4 separate regions of the Mus musculus genome follow, and regions 1, 3 and 4 are each linked to region 2. A link is a contact called in public ChIA-PET and Hi-C data. All regions are on one chromosome and are shown on one strand. The core of a region is the stretch at or near the end of the contact, and the rest is flanking DNA. Distances in the headings are between cores, read along the strand shown.

Evidence for each region. A called contact is a pair of places that touch in the nucleus more often than the background predicts. ChIA-PET counts read pairs in DNA pulled down with a chosen protein or histone mark.
Region 1: an RNA polymerase II ChIA-PET map of memory CD8 T cells shows a contact between it and region 2, with 40 read pairs. The contact joins the enhancer-like site here to the promoter of A930015D03Rik in region 2. A contact is called at or near these places in 2 of 39 promoter capture datasets (cranial neural crest and maxillary cranial neural crest), 1 of 15 datasets of contacts at CTCF or cohesin (the NIH/3T3 cell line) and 5 of 115 datasets of contacts at active chromatin or transcription factors (the SCID.adh cell line, effector CD8 T cells, embryonic stem cells and 2 more).
Region 3: a Hi-C map of the G1E-ER4 cell line shows a contact between it and region 2, with 3 times the contacts expected there. The contact joins the enhancer-like site here to the promoter of A930015D03Rik in region 2. A contact is called at or near these places in 3 of 39 promoter capture datasets (the C10 cell line, cranial neural crest and pre-B cells), 10 of 484 Hi-C or Micro-C datasets (CD4 T cells, the G1E-ER4 cell line, the N1E-115 cell line and 6 more) and 3 of 115 datasets of contacts at active chromatin or transcription factors (effector CD8 T cells, memory CD8 T cells and pro-B cells).
Region 4: a contact with region 2 is called in an RNA polymerase II ChIA-PET map of memory CD8 T cells, with 23 read pairs. The contact joins the enhancer-like site here to the promoter of A930015D03Rik in region 2. A contact is called at or near these places in 4 of 39 promoter capture datasets (hematopoietic stem and progenitor cells, hippocampal neurons, liver and 1 more), 1 of 15 datasets of contacts at CTCF or cohesin (large pre-B cells), 3 of 115 datasets of contacts at active chromatin or transcription factors (embryonic stem cells, large pre-B cells and memory CD8 T cells) and 2 of 9 other capture datasets (adipose tissue and liver).

Annotation. Positions count from the first base shown.
Region 1 is chr17:36,226,812-36,230,720 of GRCm38.p6, forward strand. It overlaps the pseudogene Gm18604. Among named protein-coding and RNA genes, the nearest start is that of Rpp21, 29 kb to the right of the region's middle. Within about 2 kb of position 2,485, at least 10 of the 459 cell types and tissues checked have an H3K27ac peak or open chromatin away from gene starts, as enhancers often do. A contact at or near this core is called in the SCID.adh cell line, effector CD8 T cells and memory CD8 T cells, where this site is marked.
Region 2 is chr17:35,992,142-35,996,027 of GRCm38.p6, forward strand. It overlaps A930015D03Rik (RIKEN cDNA A930015D03 gene), which reads left to right and starts at 2,363. Exons shown (of 2, transcript NR_015618.2): 1 at 2,363-2,419.
Region 3 is chr17:35,750,640-35,754,405 of GRCm38.p6, forward strand. No RefSeq gene overlaps it. Among named protein-coding and RNA genes, the nearest start is that of 4833427F10Rik, 20 kb to the right of the region's middle. Within about 2 kb of position 1,727, at least 117 of the 459 cell types and tissues checked have an H3K27ac peak or open chromatin away from gene starts, as enhancers often do. A contact at or near this core is called in the G1E-ER4 cell line, erythroblasts, memory CD8 T cells and 1 more, where this site is marked.
Region 4 is chr17:36,160,054-36,163,525 of GRCm38.p6, forward strand. 2410017I17Rik (RIKEN cDNA 2410017I17 gene) reads left to right here. Exons shown (of 4, transcript NR_033517.1): 3 at 972-1,093; 4 at 1,184-2,321. It also overlaps a transcript of Gm8909 not described here. Among named protein-coding and RNA genes, the nearest start is that of Gm8909, 6.7 kb to the right of the region's middle. Within about 2 kb of position 1,263, at least 27 of the 459 cell types and tissues checked have an H3K27ac peak or open chromatin away from gene starts, as enhancers often do. A contact at or near this core is called in memory CD8 T cells, where this site is marked.

The sequences.
Region 1 (3,909 bases), core at 1,235-3,734, 230 kb after region 2:
TTAAGCACGTTCTCCGCGTATGCGGTGTGCTAGCTGGATATCTTTTGGCATAATTGATACACGTTTGGCATGGATAGCACACAGATTGGTATCTTCAAAAAGGCCAACCAGATAGGCCTCACTTGCCTCCTGCAAAGCACCAATAGCTGCACTCTGGAAGCTCAGATCTGTTTTGAAGTCCTGAGCAATTTCTGCACCAGACACTGAAAAGGGAGCTTGCGGATCAGAAGTTCAGTGGACTTCTGATAGCATCGGATTTCATAGAGTGCCACAGTACCAGGCCTGTAACGATGAGGTTTCTTCACTCCTCTGGTAGAGGGCGCACTTTTGTGAGCTTGTGAGCTTTTGTTGTTTCCAGGGTGCTTTACCACCTGTGATTTGCGGTCAGCTAGCAAGATGCAGCACTGGCATTGGAGAGCACCGGATGGGGCCGCAGCGAAGGCTGCAAATACAATTACAAATCTTATTTCTTCATTTCCTTCCTCCTTCCCATTCTTCTTTCCCTTCCTATAATAAGACCCAAAACTCTGGCGTTTTAAATTTTATTACTTTCACTGTGAGTCTGTGTGTGTGTGTGTGTGTGTGTGTGTGTGTGTGTCTGTCTGTCTGTCTGTCTGTCTGTCTGTCTGTCTGTCGTGTACCTGTCCATCTTCTTCCCCAGCACAGATGAGGAGGTCAGAGGGAACCTTGCAGAACCAGGTTCTCTCCTTCCACTGTGTTTGTCTCAGGGATGGCATTGGTGGCAATTGCTTCCCCCACTGAGCCACTGACCTTGTCTTCCAAGCTCCATGGATGTTTTTCTTTAGAACTGGAGGAATTGTCCTTCAAGCACCAGAGACCAGGTTCTAGGTTTACCTAGGACACCTGCTTATAGGATGAGGTTTAATTAGTTAATCCCACTAAAAGTGACTGTTGGTTGAGGCTATTCTAAGATGATCTAGGGAGAGGTCAGGGTCTTCTTGTCCTCCCACATTGGCATTCCCTAGAGAATGGAGGTATACCTGCCCAACTCAGCATCAGGAATCCCAACCGTAGTTCAGCTCAGTGAGCAACGGAAAATTTGAAAAAGCCGCCAGGCCTCCAGTACCTTCTATCTTAAAACCTAAAACCACAAGCACAAGTTAGAAGAAGTGAGTATAAGTTACAAAACTTTATGGGAGACAGGACGAAGAGATGAGCTCTCCAATATTTGGCTACTATTTTGGCTCAGACGACAAATGTCATTGGATGGTGTCTAATGAGGCTGACTCATATCAGGACTGCTCCAGTGACACTACATACTAAACAATCACTTATAGACTGCCCATTTCATTTCGTGCAGCACGGGGCAAGTGATCTGCAGTAATCCCTGGGTCCTGTTATCCAGAGCTGTTCTAGAGCAGGTTGGAAGGATCTAGTGTTCACCATGAGCCAGAGTCTCTTCTTCTTGGTAAGCAGATCTGGGGGTCTATGTCAGGTGGGAAAGCCTGGAAGAGGTGGTTTGGGGAGGGGACAGGTCAAATTCCCACATGACTGAGTTCTCATTATTTAGAGACTCAGAATAGAATGGAAGGCCTGAGCTGGGTCCTGGGAATGTTGAGTCCTGGTGGAGATCAACATTTTTTTTTTCTGTAATCACCATTGAGTGGCAGAGCTCTGCTTTCATACCCTTGTGTTTTCTTGTCCTGGAAATCTGAGCCTCATTTCAGGACCCTCAATTTCTATATAGAAGACACTATGAAGCACCCTTAGTAAAGTGGGTGGTCTTCTTAGGCCAATTTTCAATTGTATTGTGCTGCATGAGAGACCTTGTGGGGTTTGATTCTATGCAATCCATATTGAGTGATCATGGTGGCCTCCACAGTCCCTCTGATAAGCAGACTCCTGTTCCTTCCTTGCCTATACTAGGCTGTTGGTGTAAGGAGGCTGGTGAGCATGCCCCTAGCAAGAGCGGGTGGGGAGCATCAGGGCTTGCAGCTGCCCAGGGACAGACTCCTGAGCAGGGCAGCAGCTGACAGCCCAGGTTGACAGTGAGGTGACAAATCAGGACTGTCAGCCAGCGATCACCCAGAAAGAGAAATCATAAGCTGAAAAGAAGAATACATTCATCTTGGGACACCATCTGCAGCTGAAAATGGGGAATGGACTGTCAGTCCAGACTTCCATCCTGTCCATATTGAGTGATCATGGTGACCTCCACTGTCCCTCTGGTAAAGCAGACTCCTGCTCCCTCCTTCTCCATACTCAGCTGTTACTTTAAGAGCTTCCTTCTCTGGGCGCCTCGCCACCTAGGGAGGCTGGCTAGTGTGCCCCTAACTAGGTTTAGCACTAGGTTTAGGCTGGTGCGCCACAGCTCTTCTGCCCCTCCCTCCCTCTGTCCCTTCCCCCTTCAGACCTAGCTGCTGCAGGGGGAGGACTTCTAGGCAGCAGCTGACAGTAGACAGTAGGGGCAGAAAGTGAAATAGGCAGAGGCTGACAGTAGACGCTCCTCCCTCCCTCTGTCCCCCCCCCCCCCCCCAGTCAGACCTCACTGCTGCAAAGGGAGGACTTCTAGGCAGTGGCTGACAGTAGACAGCAGAGGGTGGAAAGTGAAATCGAGTAGCTCTCTCACCCAGAAAAGGAAATTCTCAACAGATAAGAAGAAAGCATTCAGTTTGGTAAACCATTTGCAGCTAGAACTTGGGTATGAACCAGCCTGCCACCTTTTGGTCCTTTCCCACTGGTTTGGACTGTGCTGGAAAGACAACAATTTTATGCAGGCTGCAGTTCAACGACTTTGTAAATACCATGCCTACAAAAGGATTTAACACTGAGAAAACTAAGGTAACCTTGGGCAATTCTCAAACAGTCACTTTTCACTTCCGGATGTAGTCACTTTTCACTTTCTGAGCAAGAGAAATTAAGACCACTGTGATAGTTATATACCCCATGCATAGATGACATTGTGTTTGTGGTGGACTCTGTCGGTGTAGCAAACAGAAGAAGCCCAAACTGAACTTTATAAAATAACAAAGATATCAGAAAACCAGGGAGTCCCTGTACTTTTAGTTGCTACCCACCTGGTCTATCAGAGATTGAGACTTGTTACCAATAGGTGAATTGACCTCATGCACTCTTGGCATTGGCAGCCCACCTGTGCAATCATAGGAGGTGGGCTAAAGGAAGGACTTGAGAAAATACATGATATGATAATTAAAAGAAGAAAAATATTGCGGCAACAGAAAGAAAAGATTGGATTGGTGTGGAATAGATTTTCCTTGGTCTGATTTCTGACAAGTTGAAGAGTGTCTACAGCCTGGTTTTCCTGTCTGTCCTCACTGAGGCAATTAAAGCTTTGTGTTGTTGAACAGTCAGATACCCAACTCTGTTGCCTTGTGTCATGAGTAAATACAATGCTTCTTAAAGTGGTCTCTTCTCGCTGATTCACAAATCCTTTGGTACTACCATTGTGGGGAGCTAAAAAAGGCTAGTAATTGACCAGAATACAATTTTGTGGAAATTTGACCTGAAGTTAGGGAAATAAAACTTTGAAGAGAAAAAAAAAAGTGCTTGCTTCCTTCTCTGAAGCAAGGGATGCTTTCCTAACTCTGACTTTTCTTTCTGCCCTTAGGACATCTCTCCCTTGAGGCTGAAACTTCTTTGGGTCTCTTCTAGTCCTAGGCTTTGGGGGATTGCCCCCATCCTGGTCACCACAGGAGTGTTGGGAGCTGCAGCTCTCTGTCTGTGCTGGGTAGGTAACCCTGTTAGCATTTCTTTCATGTCTATGGGAGAAAAAGGAAAGGAATAGGAGCATGCTGTATAATGGTGTATAATGTATATTATTATACAGTGTATAATAGTGGTGAAGGGTATGCGGGGTGGAAGAGTTGACCTCTAGATGAATTCTCATGCATTTTGTCACTGAAGGCTTACAAATGAGTCCTGACAGAG
Region 2 (3,886 bases), core at 1,113-3,612:
TCTACCATACAGGAGGGTGGAGAGAAACGGTGTACCATGGACAGTAACCCTGGGCACCGAAGAAAGAGGAGAACATACAAAAGGTAGGTGGAAGTGAGAGGGAACGCAGTGTGTGCATTGGTGGTGTAAAGACGCGTTCTGGGGCAACGAGTGCAAGGAGTTAGGAGAGGTTGTAGAGGTCTCCGGCCACGTTAGTAATATTTATTTAGTTTGTTTATATGAGTACACTGTAGCTGTCTTTAGAGACAGCAGAAGAGGGCATCAGGTCCCATTACAGATGGTTGTGAGCCACCACGCGGTTGCTGGGAATTGAACTCAGCTCTTAACCATTGAGCCAGCTCTTCAGTCCCCATTTTAAAGAACGAATCCGTGAAGGTAGGCATGGTGGGACACACCTTTAATTCCAGCACTCGGGAGGCAAAGGCAGTTGAATCTCTGTGAATTTGAGGCCAGCCTTATCTTACAGAGTGAGTTTCAGAACAGCCAGGGCTGTTAAACAGAAATCCTGTCTGGAAACAAAACAGAAAACCCATAGAGCTGGGTGTGGTGGGGCACACCTTTAATTCCAGAGCTTGGAAGGCACAGGCAGATCTCTGAGTTTCAGTCCAGCCAGAGCTCCACCATGAGACCCTGTTGGAAAAAAAAAATAATAAAAATTTAACCCTAGGACTAAAAGGCAGGGAAATAATTGGCTGTAGACCACTGTGTTTGCAACTTGGACATTTATTTGGAAGGGGAAAGTGACCAGAGGGTTTTATAGCCATCCTAGAAGGAAAATGAACCAGAAACAGTGGGGGAAAGACTGTTTGACTGTTTGATAGATGGACAGGCTGTTGGATTGCTTCTCTCTCTCTCTCTCTCTCTCTCTCTCTCTCGTGTGTGTGTGTGTGTGTGTGTGTGTGTGTGTGTGTGTGTGTGTTGGTGATGGAGTTGTAGAGTAAGGGAACAGAGTGTAGCATGGCTCTAGTTTGGCATGTTTGTTATGGGCGATCTCCAGAGACAATATATGCAGACAGTATATGCAAGCACAGCTTGGGGAAGAGATGCTGGCTGGAGACATTGGGCACCATCAGCATAGAGGTGGGAGGAGAGGAATAGGTCATCTTCAGAGTGTAGTGTAAGCTGAGAACCTGTGTAGGAAGAGAGGAGAATTTGCAGGCGTCTTACTTCTTGTCTGGGAAGAGGAGTAAGCCAGTTAGAGAAAACCAGGAATGTAAAGGGGAGGGAGGAGAGAAGGCCCAGAGGAAGACGATGGAGGTTGAAGGTAATTGGGTTGGGGGTGGGGGGTGGGCAGGGTCAGGGTGGCATTGAACATTGTGGTGCAGTGGACCCATTGAAGAGATGAGCTTGAAGGCCCCATATAGCGGATAGAGGTGCAGGCATTGGAATAAGGATGTAATTGTCAAGTAATTTGGCTATGGGGTGGAGAGAAGGCTCAGCAATTTAGGAGCACTTGATTCTCTTCCAGGGTTTCTAGCATTCACACCCAGCAGCTCACAACAGCCTATAACTGGTGGTGACGTTCAGATAGCTGTGCGGCTACAGCTCATCTTTATGTTGAAATATTATGTATCAGTAGGTAGTAAGTAATGAGTAGCTGCAACAGCAGGAAAAACACTTGGAACTCAAGATCCCCACAGCCTTGGGTAAAGGGTCGGTCCACCGCACCTGCGACTCCGCAGTGCCACCTGCTGGTCAAGATGCGTCATGGCTGCGCAGAGGAAACCCTGACGTCGCGCGACGTTCGATGGAGCTGGGCTGTGGTGCACCCCTTTAACCCCAGCTTTTCAGGCTGAGACAAGAGGATTGCTGTGAACAGATAGGCTATCCTGGGCTAAATAACAAGACCTTATCTCATACCACAAATAAAAATTATCTTAGAGCTATTGCGTTGCTGCTGTTTTGAAACCGTTTAGCTTCGTTCTTCTACTCGTAGCAGATTTCAATGGTTGGAAAAAGTCATTTATTTATTTATTTATTTATTTATTTATTTATTTATTTATTTATTTATTTATTTATTTATTTGGTTTTATTTTTTGAGACAGGGTTTCTCTGTGTAGCCCTGGCTGTCTTGGAATTCACTCTGTAGACCAGGCTGGCCTCGAACTCAGACACCAACCTGCCTGCCTAGTGCCGAGTGTTAGGATTAAAGGTGTGTGCCACCACGGCCAGCTCGAGATAATTTCTAATACCATCTGACAGTCCATTCTTTGGGTGAAATGGTCCCCCATAGGTTCAAGTGTTTGAACGGTCGGTCCCCAGCTGCTAGCGGTTTTTGGGGAACCTTTAAGAAGGTGGAGCCTTGATAGCGGAAGTCCCACCCAACGGGTGAAGAAGACGGATGTGTTTCGCCCGTGGGCTTGGCTTTGCGTCTAGTCCGGCGTCGCAGACCGGTTTCGCCATGTCTCTTCCTCAAACGGTAAGCCCACGAAAACCTTTTAAAGTCGCTGTTTGTTTGTTTTGGTCAGAAATGTCGGTTATCAAATCTAGAAAAGCGTACAATCGTCAAGCCTTCGCAACTTGAAGCGCCTACTATAGTATTTTTCATTTTAATTTTCTCGGCTCAACTAAGCTTACTTAGTAGATTTATTCATTCATTTCAGGACAGGTTTTCTCTGTGTAGCCCTGACTTTCCTGGAGCTCGATCTGTTGACTAGGCTGGCCTCGAACCCAGATCTATCTGCCTAGGCCTACGGAGTGCTGGAAATAAAGACCTGCACCACCATGCCCGGCCCTCATTAGATTTTAATTTCCCCAGCTTTATTTATTTAGGTGTAAGTGACAAAAATTGCACACGTTTGAAATATATAACGTGGTGTGTTAAAACACATTGTTTAGGGCCGCGGAGGTTGCTTAATCGGTAAAGAGCTTGCTTTGTAGCACAGGACCTCCGAGGTTGATCATCGGAAATCGCTTTAAAAATGTGAGCGTGGTGGCTTGTTATGAAAACCCAGCTGGGAGGAAGACAGGCCGATCCCCGGGACTACTCGGGACTACTCGGTGAACCGCAGTAGCCTAAGTAGTGAGTCTTAGAGGAAAAAAAAATGGAGGCTGTGTTAGGAAAGATACAGTTGTCCTCTGGTCTCCACTCTTCACACCTTATAAAGGGAATGGTGGTAGGCACGGTGTCTCACTCCTTTAATGCCAGCATTCAGGAGGTGGATTTCTGTGAGGTCAGGATGAATGAGCCATGGAAGAGATTAAGCCAGTTACTCAGAGAACTCGATATTGGTTTTTTTTTTTTTTGGAGGGGGGGGGACTGGGGGGGGGGCGGTCTTGCTATGTAGTAGGGTCTGGCCTGGACTCTGTCTGCCTTTGCCTATTGAACGCTAGGATTAAAGGCATTCGCCACCATGTCTGGTTGAAATGAAGTTCTTGATGTGTTAGAAGTCTAATAAGCAGGGCTGGAGAGAGGGCTCAGCAGGTAAGAGCACCGGCTGCTCTTCCAGAGGACCCAGGTTCAGTGTCCAGCACTGGTGGCTGCATGCAGGCAAAAATATTCATACATTGGATCCTGGGTGGTCACAGGAAACATTGTTTAATGAAAGTTGCTAGCCCAGATCACATTCTTGCTGAGTTGAAATTTGGTGCTGGTAGTTCATAGCATGTCCGTACACAGCAGGGAAAATACAGATGGTATTATCCGCCCGAGAAGATTGCTCAGACATGGGTTTAAGCCACTAGAAAGTCTTTAGTAGCTGGCTGGGGGTGACACTGAGTGTCCAGGCTCCCAGTGTCCCCGAGTCTTTCTCTGAGTGAACTTTTTTTTTATTGTTTTTTTTTTATTAGGTATTTTCCTCGTTTACATTTTCAATGCTATCCCAAAGGTCCCCCATACCCCCCCCCCCCGAGTGAACTTTTAAACACCAAAAACCATGTTCTGGGT
Region 3 (3,766 bases), core at 477-2,976, 240 kb before region 2:
TGTTACCAAGGATTGCCTTAGTAGTGTAACTGTTCTGGGAACAGCCACTCTCTACTTGGATTCCACAAGAAGATATAAACCTCTAGCATTGTAAACCCGGTTAAAACCCTATGGACTGGGGAGATTGCAGGCTCCAAGAGAGAATCTACTACAGATGTTTTGCTAATATACCGTGTAGTAAAACTGCCTTCTAAATATTTGTGCTTACTCTAAATAGGCTAGTTGAGTGCTCAGCCTTAACCAGAGAAGTCTTTTCCAGGAGTTAGAGACCCATTACTAGGCCAGCTAAGCCTAGTGCTGAGAGTAAGGGGTTGTTGGATAGTTTGCCCCAAACGAACATAGCGAGAGAGAAGATGCAAAGACCACAAAGGATGCTGCGGGCCTTGGTGTTCTGCATATGGCATGGCCATTGTAACCATGAGCACACAGCAGCTGACTGCCTTATTACTCACATGTGCCGGCACACAAGACACAAGGGGAAGAGGAGGACTAGGAAGAAGGAAGGGATCAGCAGGAGGAGGGAGGAGATGAGAGGTTATGAGGTGAATATGATCACAGTATAGTCACAATACACATCTATAATGTTCATCTATGAAGCTGTTAATTAAAAAATCAATACTTCCCTCTTTATTTTGCCACTATGCTATCTATCGCATACTTTCCTTAAATGCTTATTTTATAGGTTTTTATAACTTATTTTTGATGAGATATGTATTTGTGATGGGGGTGGATAGAGGTGCCATGGTGCTTGTGTGTAGAGATCAGAAGACAACTTTAGAGAGTCTCCTCCTCCTCCTCCTCCTCCTCCTCCTCCTTCTTCTTCTTCCTCTTCCTTGTTTTCTTTTTCCTCCTCTTCTCCTCCTCCTCCTTCTCCCTCTCATTCTTCTTTTCCTTCTTCTTCCTCCTCCTCCTCTCCTTCATCCCCTTTTCTTCCCCCCTCCTCCTCTCCTCTCCTTCCTCTTCTTCTTTGTGGTGCCTCAGTTTGAACAAAAGTGCTCACATAGGAGCAGCACTACTTGAAAGGATTGAGACACGTGGCCTTATTGGAGGAAGTGTGTCCTTGAGGGTGGGCTTTGACGCTTCAGAAGCTCCAGCCAGGCCCAGTGGCTCTCTCTCTCTCTCCCTCCCTTCATGCTGCTTGATGATCCAGATATATGACTCTCAGCTCCTCTCCAGTGCCATGTCTGCCTGTGGAGGGTCAGGCATTCAAGGCCAGTCCTGGCTGTATAGTAGTTTGAAGTCAGCCTGAGCTACAACAGACTTGATCTCAAAAGCACCACAACCAAACCCAATAGATAGGGGCTGGAGAGATGGCTCAGCGGTTAAGAGCATCACCTGCTCTTCCAGAGGTCCCGAGTTCAAGTCCCAGCAGCCACGTGGTAGCTCACAACCCTCTGTAATGGTGGTCTGATGGCCTCTTCTGGTGTGTCTGAAAAGAGCAATGGTCTACTCATATACATAAAATAAATGAGTAAATGTTTATTTAAAAAAACCAATAGATAATAAAAAATAATAACTCAATGACTTGTGGGAATCCTCCTGTCTCTACTTTCCATAGAGATTGTGAAGATTACAGGAGGGACCATCATGCTCTACTGGGCTGCTGCAGGGTGTAGCTAAGGGACTGAGCCCCTGCCTGTCATGCGTGAGGCTCTAGAGGGACAGAGACAGTAACACACAATAGAGTGTTCCTGCTGACACAGGCAGCTGGCACACACGCCCAAGCTTGGCAACAAGGAGCCCCTTTCACGATTTTATGTGAGTTAGAAAGAGCGGCTTCTTCCTTCCTTCCTCTGGGCAGGCAGCCCATGACCTAACCACACTGGTTAGCATTCAGCCCTGTTTACCAGACTTTGTTGGAGTTTGTGGGCAGGGTGGTACTGGTCCAACCTTCCTGGTGGCCCGGGTTATCTGTTGGGTCACATTTGAAACATGAAAGCATTTTCAGTTAGGGATGAGGGCTTTGGAAAAGAGGAGGAAGGGGCGTGGACAATCTTCTTCTCTGTGGCCTTCCTGTGATGTGTGGGCACAGGTCCACATTGCAGGATCACCCACAGCAGGGAGCCTCCAAGTGTTTCAGTAACAATTGTGCTTCCTAAAAATCGGCCAGTTGGCAAGCAGGGGGCTGGGGGTGGGGACTGGGACAGGGACTCTTACTACTCACAGTTCCTGAATTATATGCAAATCGCACCTTGGAAAACCCAACAAATAAACAGGAAACGTGGAGTTAAGTAACAAGAGGTTGATGGACTTCGAGGAAGTTTATGTGACCCCTACCCAACCCCACCCCCACCCGCGCAAAAAAAAAAAAAAAAATTGGCTGCAAAGCCTAGGTTCTGTGAGGGTAGCTCCCTTGTGATCTTGAGCAGGGAGCAAGCCTTCAGGGAGGTCAAGGCGGTGGGGAGAGGGATGGGGCTGGAGAGGACTGCAGATGTGGCATCCTTCTTCCCCACAGCCCAGCCCCGCTTCCTTTGTGTGTGTATATGTGTGTGGTGTGTGTGGGCGTGTGGATGTGTTCCTGATTGTGAGCACACGTGTGCATGCAGGTGCCTGTGCACGTGTGTGTGGAGGCCAGAGGTCGCTGTCAGGTGTCTTCCCTCAACCACTTCACCATCTTATATTTGACCCAGGGCTTCTCACCGCACCTGGAGATTTCAGGCATCCATGGCTACACCTTTAGATAAAGAGATGAGAGATGGGTAGGAAAATGAACTTTGTCTTCTAGAGGGGGGGGGGAAACCTCTTCAAGCTAAGAGATAATTCAGACTTTCTTTATATAATAGAGAGGCATAGAGAGACCCTCATCGGAGAGACCACCAGCCCAGCTTCTCTCACTACCAGCAGTGAGAACTGGGCTCCCTGAAGACAAACAACCAGAATTCGGGATTGTTATTTAATTTACAAAAATGTATGTGTATGGGTGTTTTCTCTGCATGTGTGGCTGTGTACCTCCTCCTTACAGTGTTTGTGGAGACCAGAAGGAGGTGGTGTTAGAGCCCCTAGAACTGGAGTTAAAGACAATTGGGAGCCACCATACGCGTACTGGGATCTGAACCTGGGTCAGGAAGAACAGCCAATGAGTGTGCGTCACCTCTGAGACATCTCTCCAGTTCTGCTGTTGGAAGGGCTGAAGAGATGGTTCAGGGGTGTGGGGTTTGAATATGCTTGGTCCAAGGAGTGGCCCTATTAGAAGGCCTTTTTGGAGGAGGTGTGACCTTGTTGGAGTAGGTGTGGCCTTGTGCCAGTTTGAGGGTGGGGCTTTGATACTCCTCCTAGCAGCCTGAAGACAGCCTTCTTCTAGTTGCCTTTGGACCAATAAGTAGAACTCTCAGCTTCTTCAGCATCATGTCTGCCCGCACACTAACATGCTTCCTGCCATGACGATAATGGACCGAACCTCCGAAATTGTAAGCCAGCCCCAATTAAATGTTGTCCTTTAGAAGAGTTGCTTTGGTCATAGTGTCTCTTCACAGCTCTGGAAACCCTAAGTAGGACAAGGGGTTAAACGTATGTGTTCCCCTTGCAGAAGACCCAAATTCAATTCCAGCACCTGACTGACTGTAACTTCAGCTCCAGAGGATCCTACACTCTCTTCTGGCCTCCTCAAGCACCTGCATGTGTGTGTGCGCACACACACACACACACATAATAATAAAATACATTAAAACATAAGCTGTCCCAAAGGAGAGAAGAACAAGGACCTAGGTAAGAACATGGGAGAAGGCAGCACCCAAAGAAACGCTGGGCATGGTGGCATGTGTCTGAG
Region 4 (3,472 bases), core at 13-2,512, 170 kb after region 2:
AAAAAAAAAAAAGAAAAAAGAAAAAGAGTTCAGGGATATATCAAATCAAGGAAATGATAGAAGTCTATGTGGCAACCTTCAAGGTACTGTAGTAAGAAATCACCTAAGAGAATGTCAGATGCTGGACCTAAAACCCTTGCTCCAGGACTGGCAGAGGTAATATTGTGAAAATGGCCATTCTACCAAAGTAACCTACAGACTTAATGCACTAGTATTAGACTCTCATTAATTTGATATGTTTAGTAAATAATTTAAAAGACCACTCAGAGCCAGGCTCAGGAGTAAGAACTGGAGGTGTTTCAATCCCAGCCTCAAATTATACTGCAGAGCTCTAGTGACAGGAACAGGCTGAAACTGATCAAAAATAGACAGGAAAATCAAAGGCATGTGGTAGAGGTGCTGGACATGAAATGTCAAGGCTATGGAATACTATTCAGCTCTAAACAATGTAATCACAAACAACCAAGGCAAATGGGTGAACTTAGCATATATAGTGTTATTGAGGTCACACAAAGTCAAGAAGAAAATTACATAGCCTTTCCTCAAGTGTGGGATATAGCAAAAAGCATATGTATAAATGTATCCAATTGAATACATGTGTACAATATAACATGGCCAAAAGGAAACAAGAAAGGTAAATATTGAGAGACAAGAAGAGGCAGAATGCAGATAGTCACCTTGAGGTATGAGACAGGGTAAGAAGCCAATTGTTTTCTAGTTCTACCTCTGTCCTGGGTTCTCTCCCTCCCTCCCTCCTCTTTCTTTTTTCTTTGCCTAATGGTACTGGGTTTATATTTGATAATTCAAAGTGAATATTCAGCGGTTCAGAATGGCTATTCTAACTGAGATGTATGGCTTCTATTCTGGTTAATTTCAATGTGTGATTTTTTTTCTTGTCACTTAAAAAAAAAGATTATAAAAACAAGAATAGACAGGGGCATCACCCCAGGTGAGGGTTTTCTCTTCCCCAGGACTGAGCCCCAACTCAAGGGCAGAGGGAGGAGCTGCCTGTGGCCCCTGAACCGGTGTGCAGCAGCATTTCCTTCCTGCGCTCCAGCTATCTTTGGAGCCACTCCACGCAGGTGCTCTCCAGGTAGGCTTTATAATGCTCTGCCTCATCAGCCTGCTCCCACTTGCTTGGGGTGATGAGCACTGCCAAGTCTGCCACCAATCACGTTTTCAGGTCATCGTTCAGGGCTATGTAATCGCGACCATTGTAGGCTGTACTGCCAGTACCCGTGGAGGAGGCTCCCGTCGGACCCTACGTCACAGTCATACAACCACTGGAACATGTGAGAGCCTGCAGGACTCGCGGTCAGCCCTGCCCGCCCTTTGTGCCCTAGCAATCTCCTAAACTAAAAGTGAAAGTGGGTCTTGGGTCCCAGAGGGTCCCGCAAGTTCTGGGAGCTCCTAGGACTTGGGCCCCAGGACTTCCTGGCCCCTGAGTAAGACTAGGAGGGGTTGTGACTTCCAACATGGGGTCACTCACCACCCTTGCTCTGGTTGTAGTAGCCAAGCAGGGTACTTCACTTGGAAACTCTTCTCATGGCCCTCTGCGACTTTTGTCTGTAGCTCCCAGTACACAGGGCCCTGGAGCTTCATCCATGGCGCACGCGGCTCATATCTCAGATTCTCCACGTCGCTGTCGAAGCGCACGAACTGCGTGTAGTCCACGTCGCCGGCTTCCATGTACAGGGGCTTCCCGTGGCCCGGCCGGGACATGGCAGTGGAGAAATACCGCATCGAGTGTGAGCCTGAGGGCGGCGCGCAGTGAAACCCTGACCTCCTCCCCGGACCCCGGGCTTGTGAGCGGGTCTGGAAGGGAGCAGGGCGCCGGTCTTGCGACGTGGCTGGAGAAGGGGCGGAGGGTCGGGTGGGCGGCGCGGGGACCGGGCTTCCCCTGTGCAGTCCCCGACCCGCCCATGCCCCCAGAAGCCTTTTCCCTCCCGACCCCGCACCCACCCGTGCGCGTCTGGGTCCAGGCCAGGGCGGTCGCCTGCAGCAGAAGCAGCTTTCGCTGCACTTGCCCCCTTCTGGCAATCAGGAAGGGTCTGAGTTCTGAGATCTGCCAGGACTTCACAACCAGAGCCCTTGGCCAAGGTGGCTGGTTTCCCAAGATCTTGCTATCTAATGGGGGTGAGATCTGAGAGCAGGTCATTCATTAGTGTCCTGGAGAAGGACCTGACCCAGGTTAGGAGCAGAAGTGAAATTGGGGAGATGGGGAATCCAGGGCCCTGGGATTGCCCACCCCTGACCTAGGCTGGACTAAGAATTTGCTTCCAACACTTATAATTGAAATAAAATACTAAGAAGTTTGCCTTATAATAGCTTAGTGCAAATAGAACTGCAGAATAGGATAATTCCTCATCTTCAGGCACTGCAGCTTTAGCTCAGAGTTCTCTGACTTCCCCAGGAAGATTGTTGGAGAACTGCACTTCCCAGTTATCTGCTGCACTGTAGCAAAGCAGCCAAGCTCAGCATGTGGAGACAGCACAGCACTGATACTTCCCACAGTCTGTGACATCAAGAGTCCTTGGTGACCCTGGTTCAGGAACTCTCCCAGGTCCTGTTTTCTTCTTGCTGTGTTTTCTCAAGGCTTCTCTAGAGCTGGGGTCACATGAGATAAGGTTTCCTCATATGGCAGCTGGAAAGGACTCAGGTTCTGGCTGGCTGGCCCAGAGAGACATCTGTCTCTTATTTACCTAGAAGTCTCTTTAGACTGCTCTTGAAAGAGCAGCTTACTTACCTAGAGCCAGCCATGAGAGAGAGAGAGAAAGAGAGAGAGGGAGAGAAAGAAAGAGAGAGAGAGAGAGAGAGAATGATAGAATATTACAGAATGTGTGCAATAGGTTCATGATCCAATACAAGAACATGACCATACTATCAGTCTCTCTCTGTCAGGAAAAGGGAGAGAGCAGGTCCTGACCACCTGAGAGGATGGAATCAAGGGCAGAGCTGCAAATCTGTGAATACTCACTCTAACTACAATGTTACTCCAGCATCCTGTGAGTCAGATGGACATTTAGTGATCTTTTTGCAAGGTTTAAAAAAAAACAGTTTAAAATTTGATACAACAAAAGAAGACACAAGTTTCTCAGTTTTCATTGAAAGGTCTTTACAACGATTTCTTTCTAAAGTTCAACTTGTGTCTTATTTATTGTTCTCTTGCTATGAAGAGACATCAGGAGCATGGCAACAACAACAACAACATCATCAACAACCACAGAAATCATTTAACTGGGACCTAATTACAGTTTCAGGGGTTTAGTCCATTGCCCTCATGGAGCGAAGCAGGCTGGCATCTAGGGAGACATGGGGATGGAGCAGTAGCTGGGAGTTCCACATCTGGTTCCTCAGGCAGTTTCTGTCTTGGGCTTTGGAATCTTCCAAGACCACCCTGAGTGACATACCTCCTAATCCATTAGATAGTGACAGTCCCTAATGACCAAGCATTCAAGTCTTTAGGCCAATG